Regions from separate parts of the Gossypium hirsutum genome. Here region 2 is linked to region 1. A link is a contact called in public Hi-C data. All regions are on one chromosome and are shown on one strand. The core of a region is the stretch at or near the end of the contact, and the rest is flanking DNA. Distances in the headings are between cores, read along the strand shown.

What was found. A called contact is a pair of places that touch in the nucleus more often than the background predicts.
Region 2: a Hi-C map of leaf shows a contact between it and region 1, with 2.5 times the contacts expected there. The contact joins the promoter of LOC107901011 here to the promoter of LOC107900983 in region 1. A contact is called at or near these places in 12 of 34 Hi-C or Micro-C datasets (callus, hypocotyl, leaf and 1 more).

The regions. Positions count from the first base shown.
Region 1 is chrD06:17,326,903-17,331,381 of Gossypium_hirsutum_v2.1, forward strand. It overlaps LOC107900983 (F-box/LRR-repeat protein 15), which reads right to left and starts at 2,281. Exons shown (of 18, transcript XM_016826794.2): 1 at 1,495-2,281; 2 at 1,185-1,407; 3 at 951-1,083; 4 at 489-588; 5 at 202-399; 6 at 1-118. The coding sequence starts at 1,841.
Region 2 is chrD06:17,629,405-17,633,441 of Gossypium_hirsutum_v2.1, forward strand. LOC107901011 (E3 ubiquitin ligase PQT3-like) reads left to right here and starts at 2,509. Exons shown (of 15, transcript XM_041095896.1): 1 at 2,509-2,836; 2 at 3,523-3,589; 3 at 3,686-3,755. The coding sequence starts at 2,668.

The sequences.
Region 1 (4,479 bases), core at 1,031-3,530:
TGCTGCATCTGTAAGTTTGTGGCAAGCACTTATATCAAGCAGATTTAAAAGAGGACAATTAAGGGCTGCCTGTGCCATATTACTGCGTTTCAAAGATAAACTTTTTAGTAGTGGGCACCTGCAAAAGATCAGATGTCAGCATAGAGATGACCAGATTGATATCACGATATACTTTAAAATCAAATCAAGACTTTGTTTCACCTGATGGATATACGCATCACACGGCATTTAGTTAATTTCAGATCACATAATCGATCATGGTTAATAAGTATCTCTTGAACACCATCACCAAGAATAGCATCATTCACATCCAAACTCCTCAACATACTACACTCGGTCAACGCATGGAAAAAAGCATCACCTAGTTGGTCTTTTCCCAATGTTAAAGCCTCCAGATTTCTGCCAATTGGAAAATTTATTCAAATTAACAGGAGGCTATGCAAAATTCATTTCATTAGAGAACATAAAATATAGTGACAAAATATTACCGTAACAAATAGACAGCTTTCATAACAAGAAGGTGGCTAATTGGAGTTCCACTCAGATTCACTTCAGTGGCATTAGGATATCGTTGACACATGTCCTCAACTGCAAAATCAAAATGCAACATTATTGCAGTTCAGCATCAAATTTCTTCACAACAATGGACCACTTTTGCTCATGCAAAATAATGTAATCAACAAACAATTAATAGAGAATGAACTATTTGTGAAGATCTGTAACATATGACGTGAGTATTATCTTGCTCAGGAAGCAAGCACCAAACATGTTAATTCTAAATTTATAAAAGATGAAAGCGCAACTGATATATAATTGCATACTCATATAGTTTTCTTATCTGAAAAAAGAAAGTCTCAAATTTAAGCAATTTCTAAACTTCATTTGCTTGGAATACACTGTATAAACCAAATGAAAACGAAGTAAAGATATTAAGCAAATCTAAAACTCACATTTTTCAAGAGATATACTCCGGTTTTCAAAGTTCAAACACCTCCAAAAATCCTCATGAGCACTAGCAGATCGCCACTGCCTACAAACCATGGCTGAGTTGCAAAGATTACGATGATCCAAGAACGAGAACACCTGAAAACAGGAAAAACAAACAAAACGGTTCAATAAGATTAAACAATACAAAAATTATAAAAAAAAACTAACATATAATGTAGATTATACAAACTGCCTACCATATGCAATAAATCGTCAGTCAGATCCATTCGAATTTCAGAATCTTCAGCTCTCAAATCACCCTCATTTTCCTCATCTTTCCCACCATTACCATCAAAACGATGCCCATCACTCCCACTATTCAACATGAAATTGTGATAAAATACCCCTTTATTGGATGAAATCGATGAGCATTGGTTATTATTATACTCTCTCGGTGCTAATGAGTAAGAGGTGCTCTCGCTGCAATGAAAAACTTTGCAGAATAAGTACCGCAAAAAAAATTTAATTTCTTAACTAATTTTGCCTACATTTGTCCAGTTAACTCACTGATAAACAGTGTAGACTTTGGCTCGTTTATGGTGCGAATCATGGTAGTCAGAATCTTCAACGGCAGTTGAAGCGGAGGCGCTAGTCTCACCCTGGGAAGGACGCGAGCAGCCAACCAATGGGAGCCACTTAGCATCAACCCAATTGCCACCGCACCTCATGGCGGCGGACATTTCTTCAAACAACAGGAATGTCTCGTCTCTCTGTCGTCGACTATTAAGTGTTCTGTTTAGGGAGAATGCAAATCGATCTGGGGCGACGGTGACACTGGCGGGAGCTTCTTCATCGCCGTCATTTACAATATTCTCCTCAATGTCGTCAGCATTTGCCAAAAACCCTTCCTTCATGGTTGTCTAGTTCGTCGTCGATAAAGCAAAGGCAGCACTAAATCCTCATGCACCAAACCCTCCACTAAAACAATATAAACCCCTAACTCACCACCTTCCACCTTCCATCATCCACCCCCCCCAAAAAAAAAAGCTCCGGCCTCTTAGGAACCCTAGAAAATTTTCAAAAAAAAAAAAGATTTCGAAAGTTCAATCTTTTAGAAAATCCAAAGAAGAATCGATTGATACATACGAACCAAGAGACGGAGATGTAAAATATACAGAGAGGGCAGCGAACATCACCGGATCTGGTCTAGTAAAGTAAAATTCACTTCTTTTTAGCAAGCATGAAAATAAACAAATGGACCGGCGCTAATTGATTTTCCAAAAAAGAAGAACCCAATGCTTAAATTTTGCTAAGGAAAAATAGGTTAAAATTATTGTTACTACCTCTCTTGTCTAGATTTTGAGATTTGGTATCTATATTTTAAAAGTTAAAATTTAATTTTTTACATTTTTAATTTAAAAATTGTAAATTAAACAGAATCATATTTATCAATATTTATTAATTTAAATTTTTTATTAATCATATTTCATATCATACTAGAACAACTTAATTAAAATTGTAAGTTGATAAATTTTAATCAAAAATATTTACAATTGAAATTTTTAAATAAAAATAGAAGCACTAAATATTAAACTTTTTAAGTATAGGAGTTAAATATTAAATTTAGTCTAAATATAAAAACTAATAGCAAATTTTAATGGAAAAATAACATGAAATACAATTTTCAATTTTAACCAACTTATAAAATTGAATTAAAATGTGTGATGAAAATTAAAATTAGTATCAATTTTAAAGCATATAAATATCAATTTAAACATAGAAGTTAAATCCATACAACTATATGTAAAAGGAAGGCCAACACGTGTCCCACCGTTTTTTTTTTTTGTTTTTTACATTTTAAATCTAGACAACTATAAGGGCCTCCCAAAACTGACATGTGTCACATCAGTTTTTTTGACATTTTAAATATGGTTAAAATTCAATTTTAGTCCCTTTATTATGCTTAAAGTTGATATTTAATCTTTATATTTTAATTTCTAACACTATTTGATCACTATATTTTTATAATACTATTATTTACTCCAAATAATTAGTAATGTTAATTTTTCGATTAAAATGTTAGCTTCTCATTTCTTTTGGGTTTGACTTGCCCTTTTTTTAGTATTAAGATAATGGTCAAATTTCATTGACCCTTTTTACTATGTTGAAACTTGATATTCAATATATATATTTCAATTTTTATGTAGTTTGGTCCCTCTATTTTTGTAGTGTGGGGTATTTTTATGAAAAAATCTACTTCGGCATTTTCAATGCTATTTTTTTGTTATATGACTACCAATGGCAAGGCCAGGTAGGGGCCCCAACTCCCCTAAAATGAAAAATTTTCTATTTAGATAGTTTATAATTTATAAAATTTTAAATTAGTAATGGTAAAATTGTACTTTGACCCCTCAAAAATAATAAAAATTTTATTTAATATTTTAAAAATTATAAATATATAGTCTATTAAAATGGTAAATTACATCTTTACTATCGTAAAAATATACAATTTAATTTTAACCCTAAAAAAATATTTTTGGCTCCATCACTTATGACTATTAAGTATTTTTTTAATTTCAAAATTACAAATAAGTTAATTTAATAAAAGAATTTTAATGATGATAATAATAGAATTTAAATTTTTAACTCTAAAAGATAAAAGGGTTAAATTTCTTAAAATAAAAGTAGTAAAATTAAATTTTAAATGTACTAAGTGTATTAAGATTTAAAGTATATTTTAATATTTTAATATTTATTTATTAAAAGATATATTTATCAAATAGTTTAAAAATATATATTTACTAGTAAAAAAACACAATTGAATGGATCGTTGTGGAAAATAAAAATTAAATTGGTAAAAATGAAAAAAGAAAACTCGTGTTTTTTTATGATGACAAGACAAGACTGGTTATTGACTAAAAAAGTCACTTTTTTTTCCATCAAGGTAGATTTTCAAAGATGAAATCGCACGTGCAACCCACAACTTTTGGGTCACTTTTTCTTTATCTGTTATTACGATTATTCAAAAAAAAAAACCATCGGCGCATTATGATTAATCAAATTAAACAGATATTTTATGTTTAGGGTGAGAGGTTTATATCTTTATAAGTAGAATTGAATTCAGCTCAATAATATATTTTTTTATGAGATTTTTTGTGCTCGAAAAAATTTGAAGTCAAGTAAAGATAAATATTTAAATATAAGTAAAATTTTCGTAATATTATTTTCTTTATTTATGATACTCATATTCGAAATCATATTTAAAGAGACTTGATATAACAAATGTTGATAGCTCAATAGTATATGTAATCTTAGATCACATAACTATAACAAAATGATATATGTATTAAAAATATAAAATAAATAAAGTTTTAATAGAAATGGTAACTTTAAAGGTAAAAAAATTATTATATTTTGGGTTCAAATTTAAATATGTGTATTTTTATTGATTTTAAATAAAAATATAAAAAGATGAAGGGCAAACTACATATAAAGTTATTAAATTATTAGTAAATTTTCTATTTTGGTCACTTAACTTTAAAAAATTATAAA
Region 2 (4,037 bases), core at 1,259-3,758, 300 kb after region 1:
CTCGTCGACAACTCTCATTTGTCTTTTCCCTCTCGATGGCTCAGCTTTGACGTTAGCTACATATGATAACACAACAAAATAAGCAATATAAATTCCAATCCAATTCACTATAAAATACAAAGTCAAGCATATTTTGCAATTTATTCAATTTAGTCCCTAAATCCGGGATAAGCATAACTTTTGATATAAATCTTCAGATTAAAATCTGATTTCATATTTACTCATTAGGGACCCCATACTTTTTATCCATAGCATAATTTCAATTTGGTCCCTAATGCAACAAAGCTAATAATCAAGCTTATTAAGTTTTATAATTTAGTCCTTTTATTTCTATCAATTTAAAGCCTAATTTATCAATTTCTCAATAATGAAAACCTATCGAAATCTCAAAATTGAACAAATTGATACATGGGCTAGCTAAATCAAGCTCCTATAATCATAAATCTATAAAAATCAAAATAAAATAACTTAGGGACTTGAATTTTGGCTGATTGTTTAAGAAATTTTGAAGCTTTCTTCTTCTGTTTTCTAATGGCTACGGTGACATAAAGAAAGAATATGAAAGCTTCAACTTATTTTAGCTTATATACTAAGCTTAATGCTTAATTAACTTAATTAACCTTTTATTAATTATTTAATTAAATTATTTTAATTGTTATTTTAATCTTAATGCAAATCATCATTACAATCCACTATCATCCAACTAAAATTGGTTTATTAACCATTTTATTCATTTGGATAATTTTTATATAGGTCCCCAAACCTTTTCCTAATTAAAATTATATAGTGGTTGAACTTTTACAATTTAGTCCCTAAGCCTTAATTAACCATATTTTCGGCTAAATTACTTAATTTAATGTCAATATATCTTTATATTAACTCCATAAATATCACTATTTAATATTTATGGACTCGATTGATAGGAACGAGGTTTCAAAATCACATTTTCTAATACCACTGGAAACTAGGTTGTTATAGGAAATGAAAATTTGATGTGTGAATAATATGTATGGATACATGTATGTATATATATGAAAGTATTCCTAAACTAAGAGGTAAAGGATTAATACTACATGAACCACTTATGAAAGTCTTAAACGTGAAATTCATAATGTCATAGGCTAATAAACTACGAAAATGTAAGTTGAGCCCTAAAAGTCGATTAACTTAGCTAATTCGTTAGTAGTGCTAAATTGTTGTGAGTAAGTATTAATATAATGTGTTTAAGATGGGTTTAACACAAATAAAATATAGGATAAGTAGGTTACAATAGTTACTTACTAAGCTTTTGAGCTTAATGTGTTAATTGTTTAAAACACATATGTTTTAGACTATTGAGAAGATGGTGCCCTTGACTTGGGAGCATTGCATTACCACTTAAGTTTAAGATTGTAATTGATTAATTTAGTTGTAATTGGTGTTGTACCTTGGCATGTACACAATCACATTTATTATAATTGAAATGTAAAGCTATTTGTAAAGTTCAACTCTTTTAATATCTCCTTTTGGAAGCTTTTGTTCCGTTACTCTATTCGAGCACGTGTATGATTATAATTTTGTTTAATTGAGTTTCAAATGGGTTTTAAATGAATTGGGAACTTATTAGCTTGTTTTGATGATGTTTAGAGTTGATTTGAAGTATTTTTCAGCCAAATTCTACTCTAGGGGTCCAAGGTCTCAAGACTTACACCTAAGTTTCGAGACTTACAAACATCGAAATCAAAATTCTACGGTTCTAGACCTAAGTCTCAAAACTTTCAAGCCAAGTCTTGAGACTTGATGTTCAAGTATCGAGACTTGTAGCCCCTGCACCTGCACAACTTAAATTTTGAGCATTTTAAGCCTTATAACCTTGTTTTATGTTTTGGGCATGTCCAAATCCCTGAAAAGCATTCCAAAATAATTATAAAAATGTATTAAAGAAATTTATTAAAGTAATTGAGTTAAATATAAATTCAGACAACTTAGATTTACTAGAAGTAAAATATAATTCAATTTGAATTTAATTTCAAAGTATTTGAATATAATTTTTAAAGTAAATGGATTTTCATTATTTTATAATTAAAAATGAAAAAATTGAATAAAATTAAATAGAAAATAAAATAATGACAAAGGTTTAGTTATGTTTTCATTTAAATATTTAGTAAATAGATATGAATGGAAGAGTTTATGTGATTTTTTTTCAATCATGCAATCATGAATAGTTTTCAATGGAGAAATGTATTTTACACCAAGACTGAGAGGTAAATGTCTTTTACTTTTTCTGTTATATATATTTTAATTAAATTACTTAGATTTTGACACACGGTAAAAATGTTTTTTAAAATTCATTTTTATTCTAAAAAAATATTTAACAAAATTAATTTAAAAGCAATCGTAGACATTACAAAAATCATTTTTCGCATCGGGCCCAACCCAACAGGTGTATAGTTAAACATTCGTGCCAATGTCACGCACTTCGCCCGTGGTAATCTTGTCGTACCCGCCGCGCTATAAAAACCGTTTGGATTCACACTTGATAAAACGAACAGAATCCCCAAATTCTCTCGCAAAGAGATTCACAATTCGGACGCACAACAACATCTCCCTTTTCCCTTCCTTCCTCTTTTCTGGAGATTATTCCGGATAACTGAGTTCCTAATTGAACTCGCCGATTCCATCTCAGCCATGTCGGTCCACTTCAAATTCAGAAGCTCGCGCAATTACGATTCGGTCGACATTGGAGGCCAGCCTTCGATTTCCGTTCGTGATCTCAAATCCAGTATCGTCCAAAACAAGAAACTTAATCTTTTCCAAGATTTCGATCTTCTCTTCTCCGATCCTATCTCCGGTCAAGGTTACCTCCCGCTTTCTGTCTGCTTTAATTTTATTATCTGTTTGGTTGCTTTCGCTTCAAGTTATGTACGAATCGATCGTATAAATCAAGTTTATAGTTATAGCGAGCTAATGATTTACATGGAATTGGATTCATACGTATGGAGGATTGAATAGCTTTTGTAGCCAGTGTTATCTAGGAGAGAAGACGCACTAAGCCCTAGAATCCTTATATTGACTATAGCGCATAAGTAAGCGAAAGATGAATATGTATGTGTTTGCACTTTATTATAAATAAGCTTAATATATTACTTTGATGTAGTCCAGTTTCTATTTTACATATGCAGAATTTTCTTTTTTGTTTTTCTGGTCAATATGCATGATTTTTTTATGGTTGTCTTTGTTATTGAATACACAAATAATGAGACCTGAAGAGTTTGATATTATCCATTTTTTACTCTTAAATATAAAATCAATGAAGAAATAAAAATTAAAGAAATTAAAGACTTCAATCAAACAGGCTGTTTTTGCTCCAAGTGCCTTATAGAAATGCCTGTGCCTCGACCCAAATAGTCTGAGGCGCTTTTGTTGTCTAGTTCTAAGACACAGCAGCTAGTCACTTGCTTTAACTACATGGGTTCCAGCATAGGCTGTCACTCAGTCAGATCTGCTAACAACTACTTTGTCTGCTTGATGGATTGGATACAGCTTACGTGCATGAAGATTTTCAAATTCCTTGTGGCTCGAGTGTGATCATAAAGAGAGTTCCTGCAGGGTTAGTGCTCTCTCAGTTGACTTCAATTTTAGATACAAAATTTATTATGTGGCATCCTATCTTGGTTCCTTACCTATGAATGATGACTATCTTCAGGGCACACTTAGGCTCATGCAAAGTTTTTGCTACCCCGGATGAGAAAATGAGCAAAACCTCTCATCTTCAGGTGAGTTTTATTTTTGCAACCCCTGATATAGTAATTGCATATTGGATGTTTAATCACATAATTTTATGTTGATATGAATAAATAGATTTAGAATTGTTATTGTTGCACTTTTCTCTTTATTTACGAGTAATGAGATGAGAATGTTTTATGCTGTCTTCTATATTTTAATTGCTTGAACTTTTACACCATGTTCACTGCTGCCTTTTAATATAGTTATTCTACTACAATTTTGTTAAGTTAATGAAATTCAAGATGGATGAAGAACCACAAACACTTCTTGTA